Regions from separate parts of the Mus musculus genome. Here regions 1, 2, 4, 5, 6 and 7 are each linked to region 3. A link is a contact called in public Hi-C and promoter capture Hi-C data. All regions are on one chromosome and are shown on one strand. The core of a region is the stretch at or near the end of the contact, and the rest is flanking DNA. Distances in the headings are between cores, read along the strand shown.

Region 1 (2,700 bases), core at 99-2,598, 1.6 Mb before region 3:
ACAGGCATATTTCTGTGAATTTGAGGACAGTTTGGTCTATACAGCGAGTTCCAGGGCAGCCAAGGCTGCAGAGTAAGACAATGTCTTTTAAAAAAGTTAATTTGTAGATGTTAGTTAGTCTAGTAGAGATGAAATTCATTAAAATCTTTTTTGTTGTTGTTGTTGTTTTTTTTCCGGTCAGGATCTCCTTGCAGAGCCCAAGTTGGTCTTGAACTGGCTATGTGGATGAATAAACATTTCTGGTTCTGTCGCCACCTTCCCAGTGCTAGGTTTACAGGTATGGGTTACTACACAGTTTATACAACATTCAGGACACATTAGTCACACATGTGGGTTACTACACAGTTTATACAACACTCAGGACACATTAGTCACACACTTTACCAATTTAGCTACATTGAATGAAAAAAAAACAAAAAGGAGGACATGATGGCTTCTAGGTATGGTGGAGGAGGTTTATTGTAGACAGGAGGGAGCAGACAGCCAGAAGCAGAGGCATCTGGGAGAATTCAGGGTGGAAGTGGCTGTAGAATGAGCTGGGCCATGTGAGAAGGGTTAGGGGAGAGGGTAGAAGAGACCTGGAGTCAAGAGGCCAGGAGACCAAGAGGCCAAAGGGTAAAAAGGACCTCATAACCAAAATGGCTGGGTTACATAGGAATCAGAGAAGCTTGGGGAGGAAAAGGCCAGCTCAGACTCTGGACTGGAGAAGTTTAGGGTAGAGGTCAGGATTAGTATGCCAGCCAGAAGGATCCTGTACCAGAAGGTACTGAGGGAGACTGGTGGCCAGAGTCTGCTTTGATATTTTATTAGGCATCTCAGCCATTTGTCTTCGGTTTGTGACCTAGCATATGTTCCTAATCTGTCTGTCTTTCGTCTCCCCCCAACCCTCTTCTGAGACTGGGTTTGACTCTATAGCCCAGGTTGGCCATGATTTGGATGCGGGGATTACAGGTATAAACCACAGATTGATTGTGTGTCAACCTTACATAAACGTTTTCTTAAAATGTCTATATGCACGTATTAGTAACGGCACGTGTATACACACATGCTATACATACGGATGCACACACACATATTTACAGTATCATACTTCTTTTTTTCCTTCACTGAGCTTTTCACACTTTTCTTGTCCTTTCAAGTCACCTTGAAATCTGGTGCAACCTTCTGAGTTTCACTCATAGCTCTGTTAATAGGAATTCCATACAATTCTACAATATTCCTTTTCCGTTCCCTCCGCTAACAAACAAAATGTGGTATTATAAGAAGGCGCACCAGACACCTACGCAGGAATTCAATCCAGAAAGAAGAAAGGCTCCCAGACCACGTGACACCTCCAGGGACTACGTCAAGTGGCCGTCACCACAATGCTTCCGCCCTCTTCAAACATGGTTGGCAAGCGCTCTCCGCATCGTGACCATGGTTATTCTTGCATGTAGGAACCGTACTGAGCGCATACCAATCTCCTTTAGGCAAGTGTCGCGGCGGAGGAGATCCAGCAGAGCCGCAAGAACGACGATCGGTTACCGCCGGTAGTAACAAGCGCGGACCGGAAGTTCCGCGTCTTCGCTGTCCGGGGGGAGCCGTTAGGCGCGCACGCCGGAAGTGGCCAATCAGCCGGTGTGAGGCGGTGCCCACTGTGTTCGCGTCCCTCGGGCAGCAGAGCCATGGAGCCCGGGGCTGCTGAGCTTTATGACCAGGCCCTGTTGGGCATCCTGCAGCACGTGGGCAATGTCCAGGACTTTCTGCGCGTGCTCTTCGGCTTTCTCTACCGCAAGACCGACTTCTACCGCCTGCTGCGCCACCCTTCGGACCGCATGGGCTTCCCGCCCGGGGCCGCACAGGCCCTGGTGCTGCAGGTGAGGTGGAGAGAGGCGGCGGGCCGTTGGGGTCCAGCAGGTCCTTACCCCAGTTCCACCTCCCAGCGCCAGAGGTGCCCCGGCTCGCGTCCTACGTCTGGGAACTGCGCCACTCCGTAGCCCACCCTTCAGGGTTTGTGATTCTCTCTGGGGTGCCACCAGGTGATTTGAGTAAATGGCCAGGCGTTATCTGACCCACGGATCCGTTGGCAGGAATGCGCTTCTTTGGGTACAGGCTGGGTTTGTGCGGGAGATGCTTAGGTGTTGGACCTGTCAGCCTGGGTTTGAGGGCCTCCCAGCGCCCTGTGGGCATCCCCAGAACGGTGCAAGGGGCTTGTTAGGCAGGGTTCAAACCGTGCAGGCTGTAGGAGGAGGACTTTCACAGCGGGAGAAACTAGTAGATTTCAGAATTCCCGGGCTCGGAGGTGGCAGGAATGACTGGTATGTATTGATTGGTGGGTGTGGCCTCTTGCCAGTGACTTACTAAGTTGGTGGACAATTGTAATGTTTACGAAATTTACATTTGGATTAAAATTTATATGTCCTAGGTTATATTTATTGTTTTTGAAGCGTTACTAATGACTGACTCAAGTTGTTTGGACACCTTTTTAAAAACTGTTTTCTTTCGAGACAAGATCTTGCTGTGTAGCCCTGGTTGACTTGGAACTTGCCAGGTAGATCAGGATGGCTTCGAACTTATGGTCCTCCTTCCCGACGCTCCCGCGCTGGGATTGTTGACATTGTTGAGTTAGTAATAAGCAAACATTTAATGAATATATTTAACACTCTCAGCTGCGGTATAGACTCTGATGGTATGGATATTTAAATAATGGTCTGTCTACTT
Region 2 (2,700 bases), core at 21-2,520, 1.8 Mb before region 3:
CATACACGCCTTGCTGTACGTAGCTCTTGCTAGCACCTCCTTCAGCAAACGCCTGCTGTCCCAGGCACTGCGGGGAGGTCAAGGCAGAGCTGCCACCTGCCACACCAGGCATCATGGAACCACCAGGGGGGCTTCCTGCAGGGCCCATGGGGTTCCCTAAAACCTACAAGGAAGTGGGAGTCACCAGAGAGAACCAGCCAAACTACTGTCTTTAAGACACAGCCCTAAAGTGCTAGATGCCAAGAGATGCCCAGCAAATGGGGGAGGACCTGGGTGGCAGGAGTGGTTGTCTATAGTTCTGACTGGAAGGGTCTCTGGAGCCAGGGGAAGACATCCCATGGTAGTACAGAAGAAAGGCACCTAGTGACTTGAGACCCTCAGGAAGCCCCATCCTTGTGCTTCAGACAGTCCGCTTGGTCCCTGGTTCTTGGAGCCCTAAGATGGTAGAGGCACCACCAAGACTCTGGATCCTGAGGGCTGGGGGGTGGGGGTGGGAGTGGGGTGGCCCTGATACACACTCACCTGGCTCTGGGTTGCGTTGCCAACTCCCCACACAGTAGTGACCACAGACAGTGACCCAGCTGGCTGAGTGGCACTTTGTTGCCAAGGCACAGACTCATATGCAAATGAACCATCACTAAAAGAGAGCAGCTGGTTAAGGCAGGGTCAGAAGGCCAAGGGCTTGCTAGAGGCAGGCCACAGAAGCCCACACTCACCCGTGTGGTGCAGGGGGCAGGGCGGGTTTCATGGGGTTCATGGGGTTCATTGGTGATGGAGCAGCCTACAGGCCCAATGTGCTGGAGCTTATCCGGGAGTTGCTGCTCCGGCTGCGGGACAGGAGGGAGAAGGCAGGAGCTTAGATGCTCATGGTAGCACGGACAAAGCCAGGGTAGTAGCGTTGGCAAATGTCAGCCCAGAATGCAGTGCAAAGCAACTCTAACAAGGGCTCTGTCATCTTAAGCCATTGGATCAACCCTGGAAAGGGCTTTCTGATATCAAATACTTCCCACATTCCCTTTCCCATATAAATCATAGGAAGCCAGGAACCCTCAGCAGGCCCTGGAGAAGGTCAGAGGGGTAGCCCCCACCCTGCGGAGCCCAGAGACCTGAGAAGGAGCAGAGCTTGAGTGTTCTTTGAGGCAGATGCTGAAAAGTCAGGCAGCAGATGTACAACGGCAGTCCATCCACCAGGTTGGCCTTAGGGTGGCTGTACCGACACGGCTGACACAGGACACAGGCACTGACCCAGCCCCTGGTTGGCAGCTCTCTCCTATCAAGAGGGTGGCAGAAGGGCTTCAGGTCACAGGACCTTCAAGCTGATCCAGACGACTTGAGGGGAGCAGGCGTGTGTGTGTGTGTGTGTGTGTGTGTGTGTGTGTGTGTGTGCGCGCGCGCGCGTGCGTGCATGTATGCATGCATGTAGGTGCACACACACACACACATACACACACACCCCTGAGACAAATATGACCTTAAGTATATGGTCAAGTGGACATCTTGCCCCCCCCCAAAGACCCATCTGTGACACTTGTGAATTCCCAACATGGCAGTGACACACACAGCACAGCAGGTGTGGGGGGTAGTCACAAAGCCAGACCATGCTAACGCACATCTACAAGATGGGACCAACTGGGCTTCATTCTTAGAAAACCGTAGCAGTGGCTGGTGGACAGGGAGGCAACAGCAGGTAAGAGCAGCGACTGGTACAGAAGACTCCCACTCCTTGCCTTTCTCAGTGCCTCATCCACTCAGGTCCTAATATACCCTGGACCACATGCGTGCCTACCTCTGCTTGGTCTCACCAGAATGGCACACAAGCCATGTGTTGGGCACTTCTCAGGGACCTCTGGGAAGGCCTGGGTGCTCCTGTCTGAAACCCTCTCTTGGTAGGGGCTGTGTGATTGCCACACATACCTTTTGAACCATTATCAGATCTGGTGATTTCCATCTTCCACTCAGCACTCACAAGCCTCTTGTCTAGGGGAGAGAGGGGTATCGCAGCACCCACTCAGCTCTGGAACAAACATTTCTTTGTGCTTACCACTCAGGGCTCAGTACAGACCTGGAGGCTCTGCAGGGCAGGGCTACACACACAAAGCCCCAGAACGGATAAGAGAAAGAGAGAAAAGGGGACTGTGACTTGCCCTTGCCTGGGCAGCCTTAGGCTCCCAGAGATCCTTCTCACACCCAGCACCAGGCTACCAGGGAAGAGAAACCTCATCCACCTCATCCACAGGCTCTGTCCCCTGGCCCTCAGAGGCAACTACACTTGATTCTAGCCCAGGCCAGGTCCTGCCTAGGCAGCTGGAGACAGAATGTGCCAGACTGGCAGCAGAGGCTGGCATCTATGTTGCTCCTGCTGGATCCTGGCAGCTGACCTGGTGGGAAGAACTCCTCCCAAGATCTGACATGTGGGGTCTGGAACAACCATGTGGATGTCAGGAAATAGGAACAGGAATCAAGACAAAAGCACGACTTAATGGAAAAGAGAAGAGATGGGAAAATAGCCACACAAATACTCCCAGAGACACCAAAGCAATTCAGTGGAGGAAGGACATCTCTAACAAGTGGTACACGAGCAACTAGAGCCTACCAGTAAACAAAAAACTTCAGACACAAAATATGACGGGGGTGGGAGCATCTCTAGATGTAGCTTAATGGCAGAGCACTTGCCCTGTGTGCTTACACACGTCATGCTCT
Region 3 (2,700 bases), core at 142-2,641:
GGTGCAATCATTGTACTTCCAATTTAGCCTGTGCTTTTCTAGTGAAGGTGAAAACGGAGACACAATCAGCTGCATTGAAGAGGAGGAAGACAGGTCCTTGGAGGGCGGTGGGAAGTCTTTGCTAACTGATCTGTGATGTAGTGCCTTCCTTGACCTTCCTTGAGATTCTGTGATGTGGTGGGTAGCCCAGAGAGTAATAGGACAGTTTGTGTTGTTATCTGGGCCTGGGTTTGAAGTTTAAGTTAAATTCAACTTATTCTGGGTTTTACTTTTTTTTTGTTTGTAAAATAAAGATAGGCCTGACCATTTATGAAGATTCAACTAGATAAATATAAACACTTGCTCTTCCATAATTAGGAGATTTGTCTGGCTATTGTGTTGTGCAATTTTAGGTTCTGGAGACATAATGACAAATAAGACAGCATCCTTTTTTTCTAATTATTCTTAAACTCCAGTGGGGGCAGAGAGGCAATAATGTTGAATACAAAGAAACAAATAATGGGGGGGGGGAGATAAACAATTTAACAAATACAGGGATAAATTTCATTTACTTGTCTTCTGATAAAAAATCAAGGTCATGTTAAAATTCATCTAAGGAAGTGAAATATCTTTGAGGATTTGTTAGGACCTAAGCCAGTAGATCTCAACCTTTAAACGCTGTGACTTTAATATAGTTCCTCACGTATGCTGACTCCCAACTTACTTTCCTCGCTAATTTATAACTGTAATTTTCTACTACCATGAATCATAATGTAAATATCTGAGGTTCAGGATATTTGAGACCCCGAGGACTGCTGACCTAAAATAAGGTATTACAGTGTTAGACTATGGGGCTCTTCTGGAGGCCAGTCAAAGTAGGGATTCTTTTCCCCCTTGCTTTTCTTTGAGCACTGAGGTTTTTTTTATTAGGAGCTGGCGTTGAGGCAGTTTGAACTTGTATTCTGGGCATAACTTATAGCACACTATATTTACATGCACGGTATTAAGTTAGTTTTATATTGACTATACTTGCTGGGGATATAATATCACTACTGTTCTTAGTTTTAATAGAAAGTAGAGTAAGCTGAAGTGCTGTCTTGGTCCATTAAGTTGGAAAAGAAGCCTGAAAAATCTTTCTAAACCTTGTTTTTCTTTTTCTTAATTCGTAACGGTTTATTTATTCACTTCTCATTTTTCTTTTCTTCCTCCTGACGCTTCTCTGCAGCCACAGTCTGGTGACTTGCAGCCCCGCCCACATCCTGGGGCGTGACCAACGAGCCAGGCCCCGCCCTCGCCCATCCCGTGACGGCCAGTCTTCCCCCCCGCCCCCCATCCCACAGCGGACAGCGCGCCGGAGCGTGCGCGCGCGCCCCCGCTCTCAGCTCCGATCGGTCTCGGGAGCGCGCTCTGTGTGGCCGCTGCCGCCATGTTGTTGTGGTTGTGAGAAGGCGGCGGCGGCAGCGGCGGCGGCGGCGGCGGAGCAGCCGGCGGAGACGCTCCAGCGGCCCAGGCGCTGGCCCCCGCCGACCCTGGCTGGCAGCCTCCTGGGGTGGCGGAGGAGGCCCTGCGGTGGCGGGCCTCGCCATGTCCTGCCGCCTGGTAAGAAGCCCACCCTCCGGCTCTGGTGGCGAGGAGGTGCTGGAGGAGGGGCGGACCTGGGCCGAGTGCGGCGGCTGTCACCGGCCGGGGAGGCGGCGGCGGGCCGAGGGCTGGGTTGGCCGCGGCCTCCCGGGGCAAGCTCTCAGAATGGAGCACCGAGGCCCGGTCGGGCGAGTCGGGGGAGGCGGGGTCGCCGAGCTCGGCGGCCATCCTGAACCTGGCGGTGGGTAACACTCGGAGTGTTGGGAGCTGCGGCTGGGGCGCCCTGGAAAACGCTCCCGGGCCTCCGGGAGGTGAGCGTGTGGCCCGAGGCCCTGGTCGAGACCGTGGGAGTCCTTAGTGGCGAGAGGCCGGAGGTCGTGCTGTTGGAAACCACGGGCGAGCTGTGCGGGCCTCAGCCTAACTGCAGCAGGGCATCCTCCTGACCTGGTAGTGCTTGAAGGGGAACGAAGGTCCAGGGGTGGTTGGAGGAGCTCGGGGAACACTGCTCAAGTAGCTCTGCAAAAGATCAGTATTATTTCTTGGGTTGAAATTGTACTGGATGTATTGCATTTCATGACCCAAGATGGTATTGTTGGGGCCAGAAAACTTATTTCAAAAATTGGAAGTAGAGTTTGCACACTCTGTTAGGCCACCAGGAGTCAGATCATCTCACTTGTGAGTTTTACACACAGGTTTCTGTTAGATATTAATGTTCAGTCATTGTCAGAATGAAGTTTACGTTTTTATTCTTCTTACTATCTTGACATCCACTTGGCTTTTTGACATTTAGGGTCTTTTTTTTTTTTTTTTTTGTATTAAAAGTGCATGTGTTCTTGTAGTGGAGGCTCAGCCTCGTTCCTCTTGTGAACAGTGAGCCGTCAGAAGTTACGATTGAATGGTAGATGGTTCTGTATCAAAATGATCTTGTTTGTGGGGATGTGAAGGAGGCCTTCTTTGAGATTCTGCAATGTTTCTGTGTTTTTTACTTGGAAACCAAATAACATGCGTTGATGGCCAGTGAAAGACTTCTTTTCCATGCTTGACTGAGTAGAAGAGTTTACAGAATGACACCGTTGTGGGTAAACACTATGCAATATGTTATTAAACTAAATTTGGAAGCTTCTAGAAGGTTAGAGTGAT
Region 4 (2,700 bases), core at 112-2,611, 1.7 Mb before region 3:
CTAGTCCTGAACTTCGTATTCATGGTCCTGTGATCCTGCATTTCAGTTCTGCTTCTGCTTGGTTCAACTCTATGTCTCTCAGCTCTGAAATCTTCAACAACAGCTCTGTGATTAGTTCAGTTAATCTAACAGAACTACCACAGTGCCTATTGGCTCTATGCCTCTGCCTCCCATTAAGACCTCTTTGAACTCCTTGAACTATGTTGCATCCTTTTAAACCTTTTTGTAAGGCTTCTCTAACACACACACACACACACACACACACACACACACACACACACACACACAGTCCTAGCTTGCTTTCTGTTGCTCTGATAAACACCACGACCAAAAGCAGAATGGGAGGAAAGCGTTTATTGGTTTCTGGGTTACAATCCATACCGAAAGAAGCCAGGGCAGGAACCCGTGGCAGGAATGTGGAGGCAGAAACTGAAGCAGCAGCTATGGAGAAGTGCTGCCTACTGGCTTGCCTCTGGCTTGCCTCTGGCTTTCTCAGCTACTTTTACTATACGACCCAGGACCATCTGCCCAGGGATGCTACCACCCATAGTGGGTTAGGCCCTCTATCAACTAACAACCAAGAAAATGCCCCATAGACAAGCTCACAAGCTAGTCCAATGGAGGCCAGTCCTCAGTTGAGGTTCCCTCTTCCCTGTTGTGTCAAGTTGACAGTCAATGCTAGGTCATACACATAGACATAATCACTATATGATATATAATGTATGACTTGATAGTAATTAAAACTGGATAAAAGAACCTGTTTCAGTTGGCGGTAGCTCAGTTGGTAGAGTGCTTGGCCAGCTTGCAAGAAGCTCCATCCTCAGCACCCAGCAGCGTCAGGTGTGATAATACACTGCTCAGGAGGCTGTGTAAACTAAGCTATCTTTGAATTTATTGTGACTCAATAAGTCCTGCAGTTGTGAAATGACACAATGTGTTCTCTTCTGTAGGGTGCTCAAAAGAAAGGTTTATTTTACTTCAGGTGCTGGGGACCAGAAGAACTCACGCTGTTCAGGTTAACCATCTCAAGTCGCCTAGCACCCTTCCCCGAAAAGTACGCTTGCTTCTCCTTACACAGAGCACAGGCGCAGAGAGGTGCCTAACAAGGGCAATCAAGCCTAAAGACAAGGGACAGAAGCCCTGGGCAGCTTCATTGGGCCGGCCTTTTCTCTCTGTAAGGCTAGTTTACGCTAGGGGACGCTCGGGCGCAGAACAATGCAAGCTTGGGGTCGGGTGTACAGCGGACCGGGTTTCGAAAGGGAGCTGAGGGACTGCGACACTGCGCAGGCGCATGTTCCGTTTCCAAGCGGGTGCGCAAACGCTGAGCAGTGCGCAAGTGTGCGCATGTGCAAGGTTGAGGCGCAATGGCAGGTGTTGGGGTCGGACCGCTGCAGGGGATGGTGCGATTTGGGCTGCTGGTGCTTACTGTGTGTGCTGCGTGTGCCCGTGGGCTCTATTTCCACATCGGCGAGACTGAGAAGCGCTGCTTCATCGAGGAAATACCCGACGAGACCATGGTCATCGGTCAGGGGGCTGAGGGTGGAGAGGCCCTTTGTTTTCAGCTGGCCCTTGGAAGCACCCCTCCTTCCCTGTCAGCTCGACCCCATCCCGAGGGTGCCTTGAGGGCACCAGCTCCCCTGCACAGTGCCCTGGGGCCACCTCCTGGGGGCTAGGTTGTGACTGTGTGTCTACTCTGCAGGCAACTATCGAACTCAGATGTGGGACAAACAGAAAGAGGTGTTCCTGCCGTCGACCCCCGGCCTGGGCATGCATGTAGAGGTGAAGGACCCGGACGGCAAGGTAAACCCCCACCACCTCGCTAAAAAGGTTCTAGCTGGCGCCAGCTGTCCGTTAATGTCTTTATGGGATGGAAAATACCGCCGTGGTCCTGAGAAAGTCCCCAGGTACCAGGTCCCGCATTTTAAGAGATCGTTGTAAAATTGGGGCTTGATGCGTGTTTGCAGGTTGTACTGTCCCGGCAATACGGCTCCGAGGGCCGTTTCACGTTCACATCCCACACACCCGGTGACCATCAGATTTGTCTTCACTCCAACTCCACCAGAATGGCTCTCTTCGCTGGAGGCAAACTGGTAAGAGGCTCATCAGCCTTAGAGTTTCTCACTTGATACCAAGGTTGATTTCTTGCTGTCTTTTCTTTTTTCTTTTAACTTTGCCTTTCTGGGGGCAGCAAGTGGGTACAGTTAGAACTGGATGTCCTTCTTCCTCATTCAGCCAGAGACAAGAATCAGACTCCATAGCGGTAACAGACGGTGGGTGGCACCCCCGTCATTTCGTCCTGTTTCCTTGTAGCGTGTACACTTGGACATCCAGGTTGGAGAGCATGCCAACAACTACCCCGAGATCGCTGCTAAGGATAAGTTAACAGAGCTCCAGCTTCGAGCTCGCCAGTTGCTTGACCAGGTGGAACAGATCCAGAAGGAGCAGGATTATCAGAGGGTAAGGGACTTGAACTTGGAGGCTGTACTTGACCTTTAAACCCACTGTGCAACGTGGCTGCTGGGGACTTCTCTACTCGGGAATGTGGGAGTTACCAGTCAGTCTACATAGGTGAGGTTTGGGTTTGCTTTTCTTTCCTCGATTTCTGTATATGTCTACAGTGGCAGGGTTGGACGTTAGGCAAGCTCTCTACCATTGAGCCACACCTCCAGTCATGTGTGTGTGTCTGTATTATATATCCGT
Region 5 (2,700 bases), core at 131-2,630, 1.7 Mb before region 3:
TAACGCCACCTACTAATCTACCTGGTTCCACCTTCAAGGGCAAGGCTAGAGGATCAGACAAACAGAGGAACTCCAACGGTGTCCTCTGCTCAATGTCAGAGCACAGGATACACAGACACAAGTAGGGCCTGTAAGGGCAATGAAATCCACAGAAAAGCTGGGGGAAATTTTTACTTCTATTTTTAGTTACACGCTTCTACTTAGGGTGATGAAGACCAGTTGCACATTCGCAATAGCTTCACTATATACAGATAACACTTACGGACGTAGAGACCTCCATCGAATACAGGTTGACCCCACTGACCCCACTTGGGCCTGTAGAGGTGTTCCTTGAGTGACCTTTTGACGTCAAGGATCTAAAACTCCACCCTCCAATGATGCTTAACGCCGCCATTTTCTGATCTTACAGTCAGGAAGTTGAGTTACGCATGCGCACAACACCTAGCCCGTCACTTCTCATTACCTTTAATCCCTTTTCCACACCTCACCCTGCTCCTTCACCGTGTAGATACTCAAATGCCCTACACTCCGCTCTCCTGTCTTTACATGGTATCCACGTGAGGATTCTTGCCGAACCTGTCACTTCAGAGACTGGCACACTGCTCGGTGGGCAAAAGAAACATGATCTGGTAACTCATGCGAGGGCACAGTAGCAGGCTTCCCAGTCACTCTGGGTATAACTCACATCTGTCACACACTCTCGCGAGGAAAGCGGTGCGTGGATGGTGTTTCTAGGGAAACCAGTGTCACCTTGGCCGACAGCCTGGTTTACCTCATACCGGCAGGTGGGGCTGCCGCAGGCACCAAGGTCAGCGCCGTGTCCGGGCACGGCGAACACAAGGACGGCGGCCTGCTGGGGTCAGCGCACGCAGGACAAAAGAACGCGCGCGGGCCAGAGGGAGCGACCGGTCCACGTGACACGCCGCGACCTTGGGGCTCTCCCGGGCCGCCAGGCCACCTACTCCCTAGCCCGCCACCTTCGCGGCTCCGCCGCCAGAGCCAATAGCGCTCGGCCCCCCGACCCCCGGCGCAAGTCCGCGTCCGCCAATCTCCGCCCGCCTGGAGGACCCTGCCACGCCATTGGCTATAACGTCTGTCCGTCAGGTCTCGTCCCCCGCCCACCATCGCCGCCCTCCGCCAGCCCGGCTCTGTCCGGCTTCACGCCCGTCACTCAGGCACTCCGGAAGCAAGGACGCATAGGCCTCACCCTCGGCCGCGAGCTCCGGGTGTCAAGCGCCGAGCCTCCCAGCCCTGGACGGAGCCCGTCTGCCGCACAAGGTTACCTGTCTCCCGTTCAGCTCCACCCGAGTGAAGCGCCGACACCACTCCGGGCTCCAAACTCTCAGCCCCGCCCCGGCGTGTGGCGTCAACGCGTAGCCCGGCCCCAGAGGAGCGGCCTGCAAGACAGGCTGTGGGCGTGACGTGACGTCACAGAATTGGGTTTCAGTCGCTCGCTCGGGCTTCGCGCCAATGCAGAACTTTGCATCTGGCCAAAGCCAGCCTGTTGCTCACTGTCTTTCGGCTGTCATTAGCAGTTACACGGGAGACGCTTCCGAAGCTTGTTAAGAACCTGGTACATTCAGGGCGTGGGATGCCGTCTGATAATTGAAGCGTTTGGCGGGCCGAAGCAGGAGCGCTGCGACTTTGAGGCCCACGGGCTTTGTATCCAAAACAAGCTGCCCTAAATAATAGTTGGGTTGGTAAAATGTATCCCTGCACAAAATAATTTGAATAACATGAGTGACTATTTTGAACACTTGTTTTGCAGCAGTCCTTATGAAGATTAGTTAGCGAGGTCTAATGTGACTTGGTTGTCATGCGACTTGGGTGTTCCTGCTAGTATTCTGACAGGAAGCTGTGCTGGGGTCCCCCTGGATCTTCCTGGCTCCAGAGCCTGCTCTAAACAGACAAAATCCACTAGTTAACCTGTTACACTTCACTAATATGAAATGTTCCCCGTGTCAAAATGTTAAGCCAGAGCCTGGCTGTGTGAGTGCACACCTTAAAGCAGAGCACTCAGAAGCAGAGGCAGGCTCATCTCTGAGTTTGAGGTCAGCCTGGTCTACAGAGAGAGTTTCAGGGCCACATAGAGAAACCCTGTCTTGGGAAACAAAATAAAAAACTAACAAAAATATTCAGCCAGATTTTGCAGCACACACCTGCAATTTCAGAACAGAGAAAAACTGACCAATTGGGAGGTCAAGATGGGCTACATAGAGTTCTTGTGGGCAGCCTGGGCTACACAGTTGGATCAGGTCTCAAAAAGGAGAGTGGTTCATTTCATACTCATGTCTTTTGTTGTTGTTGTTTGAGACAATGGCATGTAGCTGAGGCTGGATTCAATTTCATAATGTAGGCTGACCTTGCTCTGTTTCTTTTACCTGCATATACCAGGTGCTAGGACTATAGCTATAAGTCCCATGCCCAGCTTCATGCTCATGGCCTTTAACTCTCCGCTTGTTTCTCTTTTTTAGCAGAGTAGTTTTTGATGGACAGCAATACAGACTGTCAGTTTATCCTTGCTATGTATGGCAAATGGCACCAGTGCTGGATGAGCTGGCTGGAGAGTCCTTTTGCTCTACTGAAATAGAAGTCACAAGTAGTCACAAGTATGCCAGAAGCTCTTCAAGCTTTGGTAGCAGTGATAGGCCACAGTACAAGGGCAGAAGCATCAGCAATGGTACACGTGAGTTGTCCTCC
Region 6 (2,700 bases), core at 107-2,606, 1.2 Mb after region 3:
ATCTCCTCAGAGGGAAGCCAGCAGCTCAAGTGAGTTCCCAGGAAGGAAGTCAGGTACAGCCCCCTCCCTAGCACTTGTGCACCCTAGGTCATATGAAGGCGCCACGGAAGAAACATCTAACTAGCAGCCACTTTTGTTAACAAAAGGCCATGCAGGAAGACAGAGAATTGTGCTGTTTTGTTTACCTAAGTAGTAGAGCCAGAGGCAGCTGATGGGAGAGTTGGAGGCAGGATTGGTTTCCTTGGGCTCCATTCCTACCCATTTCCTGATCCTCTGGACTCTTTTCCCATGTACATAAATCTGATGGAGGGAAGTAACAATTGTCTAAAACCGAGTGTCATAGTTAGGGTTCTAATGCTGGGAAGAGACACTATGACCACAGCAACTCTTACAAAGGACAACATTTATTTGGGGCTGGCTTACAGGTTCAGAAGTTTAGTTCACTATCATCCCGGCCAGAAGCATGGCAGAATACAGGTAGACATGGCGATGGAGAAGGAGCTGAGAGTGCTGCGTCTTTTTTTTTTTTTTTTTTTTTTTTTAGACGGTTTCTCTGTATAGCCCCGGCTGTCCTGGAACTCACTCTGTAGTCCAGGCTGGCCTCGAACTCAGAAATCCACCTCCCTCTGCCTCCCAAGTGCTGGGATTAAAGGCGTGTGCCACCACTGTCCGGTTCTTTCTTGATTTTAGTCACAGAATAAGATAACTATGTTAGAACATCTAGATTTTGGTTTTTTTTTTTAAATAAACAATCTAGAGATGATTTAAAACAAGAATATCTCAGCACTCAAGAAGCTGAGGCAAGAGGCTGGCAAGTTCAATATCAGTCTGGCTGCATTTCAAGACCCTGTGGCAAAACAAAAGAAAAAATAAAGCATATGAAGATTGTGCGTGGATTATAGACAAAGTTTACGCCATTTTCTATGAGACTTGACCAACCAGGGACTTTATATAAGGAGTGGGAGTCCTGGACCCAAAATTCCAGGAACCCAGGTATTTGGCCTCCATAATCTGCTCTAGGGAGCCTCATTTCCATATTGCCTTTGACACGCAAAAGTGGTTTCTCTTAGCTTCTTCGTGTTCACATTGCTGATTACAAACTGGGAGTCAAAAGACCTGTGATACCTACCCACGCTCTGCACCTGAAGAGCAGAGCCATTTTCAAGTAGTGTAGAAGGGCAACTGGACTAACCTGAGCGCCGAGGGTCCCCTGTGTTGCGACCTCCAGCCTAAACTGAATCACCCTGGTCAATCCGAACGCCTCTAGAGGTCGCCAGTCGCCAGCAGGCGCCAGAGATGCGGCAGAGTTCGCGCGGGAGGCGGGACGGGGCAGGGCGGGTCGTTAACCTAAGTGGGAGGGGCTCCGGGGCGGGTCCCCGTGCCAGGTGCGGTTTGGTCCTCCCAGGGCGCCGTAGGCGGTGCATCCTTCCGGCTGCAGGGGCAGAGACAGCCTCTTCTCTAGACCGCAGGCGGGCGCGGACCTGAGGCGCTGCTGCCGGGTGGTCCTTCCTGTGTTGTCCGCGCCCTGGACCATGGCGGCGCTGGCGGGTAAGAAGGGCCCATTCCGTCCAGCCCGCCGCTCGCGGGTTTCTGGCTGTCTGGTTTTTCTTGGGTCCGGAATCCTCAGCGAGAGCCTGGCAGGGTGGGGAGGATCGAACACAATGGTTCCCTCGGGACTTGAAGGTCTTGGGACTCTGGAAGTCCGAGCGCAGTCGTTCTAAGACTGAGGGCTCCTTGCGGCCGGCGCGTGGGGCGAATTCCCGCGAGGTGGATCCTCGGATCTGCAGACCGGGCAAGTCTCCTGGCTAAGGAAGCCGAGGCACCTGAGATTCTGAAATATGGGAAGTACAGGGTCTTCCAGAGTTCAGGACTTGAGATTCCGAGTTATCCTGGGTTCTAGGTTTTCTGTAGACCCAAAGTTCTCGAAGGTGTCTTTGGACTCTGGGATTGGGAGGAGTGGTTCCTAGAGATAGAGTATGAGTGTGGAGTTTATGATGTGGATAGGAAGACATCCGACCGTTCTTCCTGAGGCTCAAAGACCTCTGCCTCCTGTGGAGAACAGCTTCAAGTCTTCCTAGAGACTAGTTGAGTCCTCGCGTAGTCTCTGATGCCAGCAGATTAATAGCTCCGCACCTTGAGGGGAAGAGTTGAGTGAAGGAAATTTCAGAATTGGCTTAGCTGGGCCTGTAAATCCCTTCACGAATCATCTTGCAGCTTCCTGCCCCGCGGCATCATGAACTTTCTGCCGCCTTATTCCCAGCCACCGGTGTGAGTGGCTCAGTTTCTGGGTCTACCAGGGTCGACTTCCAAAAGTTTTCTAGAAAGGCCAAGGGAGAATTTTAGGGGTGGGGGAGGGACTGAATATGTGCCTCCACTTCCTGGCTTTGGGCCGGTGGACAGTCACTTCCTCCATCCTGAATTCAAGGACCGGGCCGCCAGTGGGTCACTTCCTCACTACGGGAACATGGAATTTCAGACCTTATTGGTGATAATATGCTCTGGAGAAGGAAAGCATGGAGCGGAAATTCGTCTGTCTCTTCCCTTAATTTTTTTTCCTGGCTGGTAGTGGTGATTGCACACCTGTAATCCCAGACTAGACAGAGCCAGGAGAATTGCTTGGTCTGTGTGTGGCGTACTAACTAGGTCAACCTGGACGACAGAATACGATCCTGTCTCTAAATAAATAATTTTTTTAAAATT
Region 7 (2,700 bases), core at 196-2,695, 1.4 Mb before region 3:
GTTGGTTTGTTTGTTTTTCCTTTTGATGTATTTGGGATCAAACCCAGGCCCCTCATGCAGCAAGCAGTCTCCTGAATGAACTATTTCTCCACTCAAGCTACCTTCCAACCCCTTGGCAAACACTATTCACATAACTATAATCCACAGCAACTCATGTCCATCAGCGGATGGATACATAAACAAAACATAGTGTTTACATAAAACTCAATACTGTATATATTTTAAAGGGGAGAAAAATTTGGTATCTGCAGAAACATAGGTCAACCTTGGGGTCATTCTGCTTAGTAAAATCAGTGGGACACAAAAAGCCAACTACTATATATCCCACTTATATGAAGTCATTAGAACCATCAAAAGCTGAGACACAACCTGAACAAGCAGATTTCCCCAGACGTTGAGTCAAGATGACCACAGGTCCTACCCTGTTGGGCCCTTTTCCTTTTGTGTCTGAGTCACTCCCACAAGACTGGGTATCTGTGCAGCTTACAATTAAAGCACCCCACAATCCTTTACATGCCTACAAGCAATACAAATCCAGTGGTTCCTGCCTAGCTACCAGTGTGGACCCTTCCTGATAATCAAGGCCCAAACACTAAAAAGAATGAGTTTGACCCCTGACTCCCAATCCTTGAGGAATCAACGATTTTACTCATAAAAGAAACACCTCCATACAGAACTTCTGGAAAGAGCTTTGACCAGCGACTTTCACAAACTGTGGGCTGCAACCCCTTTGGCAAACCTCAATCTCCAAAAATACATATGCATAACAGTAGCAAAATTACAGTTATGAAGTAGCCACGAAAATAATTTTATGGTTGGGGGTGGGAGGGTTCCCTCAACATGAGAAACGGTACTAAAGGGTCGCAGCGCAAGGAAGGTGAGAACCACTGGCAACGACGAAATACAAAGGTTAAGACACCAAACACTGGTTAAATCACAGGGTGCGAGGCGTAGTCAACATACTTATTTCTGAGTCCGGAGATCCCAGATCAGAACAGTTGGCAGCGCGTCTGTAATCAATGGCCTTCCAATCTTTCTACAACTGGGCAATACCGCGTAGGGCAGAGCCCTTTCCCAGGGTTGCTAACGACTCCTCAGGTACAGCCTGCCGCCCGAGGGAGGCCAAAGCCGTGCTCGCCCTTCGAGAGACTCGACTCCCTGGACTCCGGGTCCAGCCACCCGGGCCCGGCCCACTTACCTGGACCTCTGGAAGAAACTAAAGGAAGACACGTCGTACGCGGCCTTGAGCAGCACCGCTTTCGGATCGCCTTTGTAAAGGACACTAAGGCTGTACAGCTTCATGGCGCCGCACCTTCGGGCCGCCGGCTGAGCCCCAGACCCGCTCCCAGGAGCGCGGCCACAGTCCCTCAGAACAGCGGCGGCCGCCTCCTGACGGGGCCCGGCCGGCTTCTTCCTCCTAGAGTAAGGCCCACTTCCGGTTCCGGTGGCGAGTTGCTCCAGCCGCTCCTCGGAGGCCCGAAGGCAGGGTACGCGCGTGCGCGGACGGGTAGCTAAGCGGCGGGGCGCGCCCGCGTCCGCCCGGGTCGGCGCCAGGAGGCTCGGTCTCCGCCTGCGTGGCAGTGCCTTGGCGCAGGTTCCCTTCCGGGCTGTCGCGCGGACCCTGGCTGCCGGTGGGGAGTGCTGTGCCGTACCATCGCTCTTTTTTCCCCATTCTGCTAGAAAAACAACCCGTAGCTGTCCCCACTCTATACTTTTGTTGCATTCTATGTGTAACAGCACCAGGCTACCCAACCTCTTCCCTGGGTGTCCCAAGTACAGACGACTAAAAGAAAGGCCCTTCATCCTTTCTCTTGCAATAATAAAAATCAGAAACGTCACTGGCTATGGCCACTCAGCTTGGACACACTTGTTCGACAAGCCAGGCGGCCAGAGGTGTCAGCTATATTCACCTGCACTGACACCATGGCTCCACAGGCGGCAGACGGAGAACCATTTCTGAAGAAAGCCTCTTTATCCAAAGTTGTACAAAATTACCAGGATAGTGACCTTGCAGAAAGAGATGTGGATTAAGAAAATTGATAGCAAGAAGCAGACCTTGGGCTTCCAATGTGAACAGCAAAATGCTTATCAAACTCCCTTACAGCCACTCTTGGCACCTCTTCCTGCTTTTCTCTGACTTTACCCAGCCTCCCTTGGTCCCAGGAAGTCTCATCTAGAGATATGCGAACTCCCCAAGCCAAGCTTGTTAATCAATTTCAAATGACATTGTTTTCCCCTGCGTTTCCCCAGCTGTTATCCAGCCTGAATTCGGTCCCAGTACTTCCGCACCGCAAAAGTTACCCCCCCCCCCCAATCTGTTGGACTCAAAAAATACCTTTTTTGTAGACATGTTGGTAAAAGTGATAAACTATCAAATTCCAAGTCCTGCTCATTGCAGATGTTTAACAATGACGACGATGGTTATTTGCACCATTACGTTAAATGACAGAAAGAAAGAAAGAAAGAAAGAAAGAAAGAAAGAAAGAAAGAAAGAAAGAGGAAGCAAGCCTCATGAGAGGCCGAAGGTGCCCTTGAGGCTGTTAGAAGCAGAGCTTTAAAGGGAGGCTAAAATCTGAGCAAGGTCTACAGATTAGATAAGAGCACTATATCTTTATTTCCAGCTTTCAGTCACTGACTGCCCTGACCTTATAAGAGAAGTCTCTGGTGCATGCATGCATGCACACTAACACACAGTAACAT

What was found. Promoter capture Hi-C pulls out the DNA fragments that hold promoters and counts their contacts. A called contact is a pair of places that touch in the nucleus more often than the background predicts.
Region 1: a contact with region 3 is called in a Hi-C map of B cells, with 7 read pairs. The contact joins the promoter of Nudcd3 here to the promoter of Mtmr3 in region 3. A contact is called at or near these places in 2 of 39 promoter capture datasets (liver and pre-B cells), 1 of 484 Hi-C or Micro-C datasets (B cells) and 2 of 115 datasets of contacts at active chromatin or transcription factors (large pre-B cells and thymic regulatory T cells).
Region 2: a promoter capture Hi-C map of pre-B cells shows a contact between it and region 3, with 4 times the contacts expected there. The contact joins the promoter of Zmiz2 here to the promoter of Mtmr3 in region 3. A contact is called at or near these places in 2 of 39 promoter capture datasets (pre-B cells and second pharyngeal arch cranial neural crest), 1 of 115 datasets of contacts at active chromatin or transcription factors (astrocytes) and 1 of 9 other capture datasets (liver).
Region 4: a Hi-C map of B cells shows a contact between it and region 3, with 5 read pairs. The contact joins the promoter of Tmed4 here to the promoter of Mtmr3 in region 3. A contact is called at or near these places in 1 of 39 promoter capture datasets (cranial neural crest), 1 of 484 Hi-C or Micro-C datasets (B cells), 1 of 115 datasets of contacts at active chromatin or transcription factors (large pre-B cells) and 1 of 9 other capture datasets (liver).
Region 5: a contact with region 3 is called in a promoter capture Hi-C map of pre-B cells, with 6 times the contacts expected there. The contact joins the promoter of Ogdh here to the promoter of Mtmr3 in region 3. A contact is called at or near these places in 2 of 39 promoter capture datasets (liver and pre-B cells), 1 of 115 datasets of contacts at active chromatin or transcription factors (large pre-B cells) and 2 of 9 other capture datasets (liver and macrophages).
Region 6: a contact with region 3 is called in a promoter capture Hi-C map of liver, with 4 times the contacts expected there. The contact joins the promoter of Limk2 here to the promoter of Mtmr3 in region 3.
Region 7: a contact with region 3 is called in a promoter capture Hi-C map of pre-B cells, with 2.9 times the contacts expected there. The contact joins the promoter of Ykt6 here to the promoter of Mtmr3 in region 3. A contact is called at or near these places in 4 of 39 promoter capture datasets (the C10 cell line, liver and pre-B cells).

Annotation. Positions count from the first base shown.
Region 1 is chr11:6,199,099-6,201,798 of GRCm38.p6, reverse strand. It overlaps Nudcd3 (NudC domain containing 3), which reads left to right and starts at 1,348. Exons shown (of 6, transcript NM_173748.5): 1 at 1,348-1,856. The coding sequence starts at 1,665.
Region 2 is chr11:6,393,695-6,396,394 of GRCm38.p6, reverse strand. It overlaps Zmiz2 (zinc finger, MIZ-type containing 2), which reads right to left and starts at 1,270. Exons shown (of 19, transcript NM_028601.3): 1 at 1,107-1,270; 2 at 717-827; 3 at 523-637; 4 at 1-163. The coding sequence starts at 766.
Region 3 is chr11:4,593,481-4,596,180 of GRCm38.p6, reverse strand. Mtmr3 (myotubularin related protein 3) reads left to right here and starts at 1,391. Exons shown (of 19, transcript NM_001373897.1): 1 at 1,391-1,578.
Region 4 is chr11:6,273,498-6,276,197 of GRCm38.p6, reverse strand. Tmed4 (transmembrane p24 trafficking protein 4) reads left to right here and starts at 1,361. Exons shown (of 5, transcript NM_134020.1): 1 at 1,361-1,524; 2 at 1,700-1,800; 3 at 1,965-2,090; 4 at 2,311-2,457. The coding sequence starts at 1,365.
Region 5 is chr11:6,290,277-6,292,976 of GRCm38.p6, reverse strand. Ogdh (oxoglutarate (alpha-ketoglutarate) dehydrogenase (lipoamide)) reads right to left here and starts at 1,380. Exons shown (of 23, transcript NM_010956.4): 1 at 1,284-1,380. Gm46270 (predicted gene, 46270) reads left to right here and starts at 714. Exons shown (of 1, transcript NR_168687.1): 1 at 714-2,700.
Region 6 is chr11:3,407,894-3,410,593 of GRCm38.p6, reverse strand. Limk2 (LIM motif-containing protein kinase 2) reads left to right here and starts at 1,356. Exons shown (of 16, transcript NM_010718.4): 1 at 1,356-1,548. The coding sequence starts at 1,533. It overlaps Gm51879 (a long non-coding RNA gene), which reads right to left. Exons shown (of 2, transcript XR_003949624.1): 1 at 1,193-2,700; 2 at 1-847.
Region 7 is chr11:5,954,503-5,957,202 of GRCm38.p6, reverse strand. Ykt6 (YKT6 v-SNARE homolog (S. cerevisiae)) reads right to left here and starts at 1,445. Exons shown (of 7, transcript NM_019661.4): 1 at 1,199-1,445. The coding sequence starts at 1,302.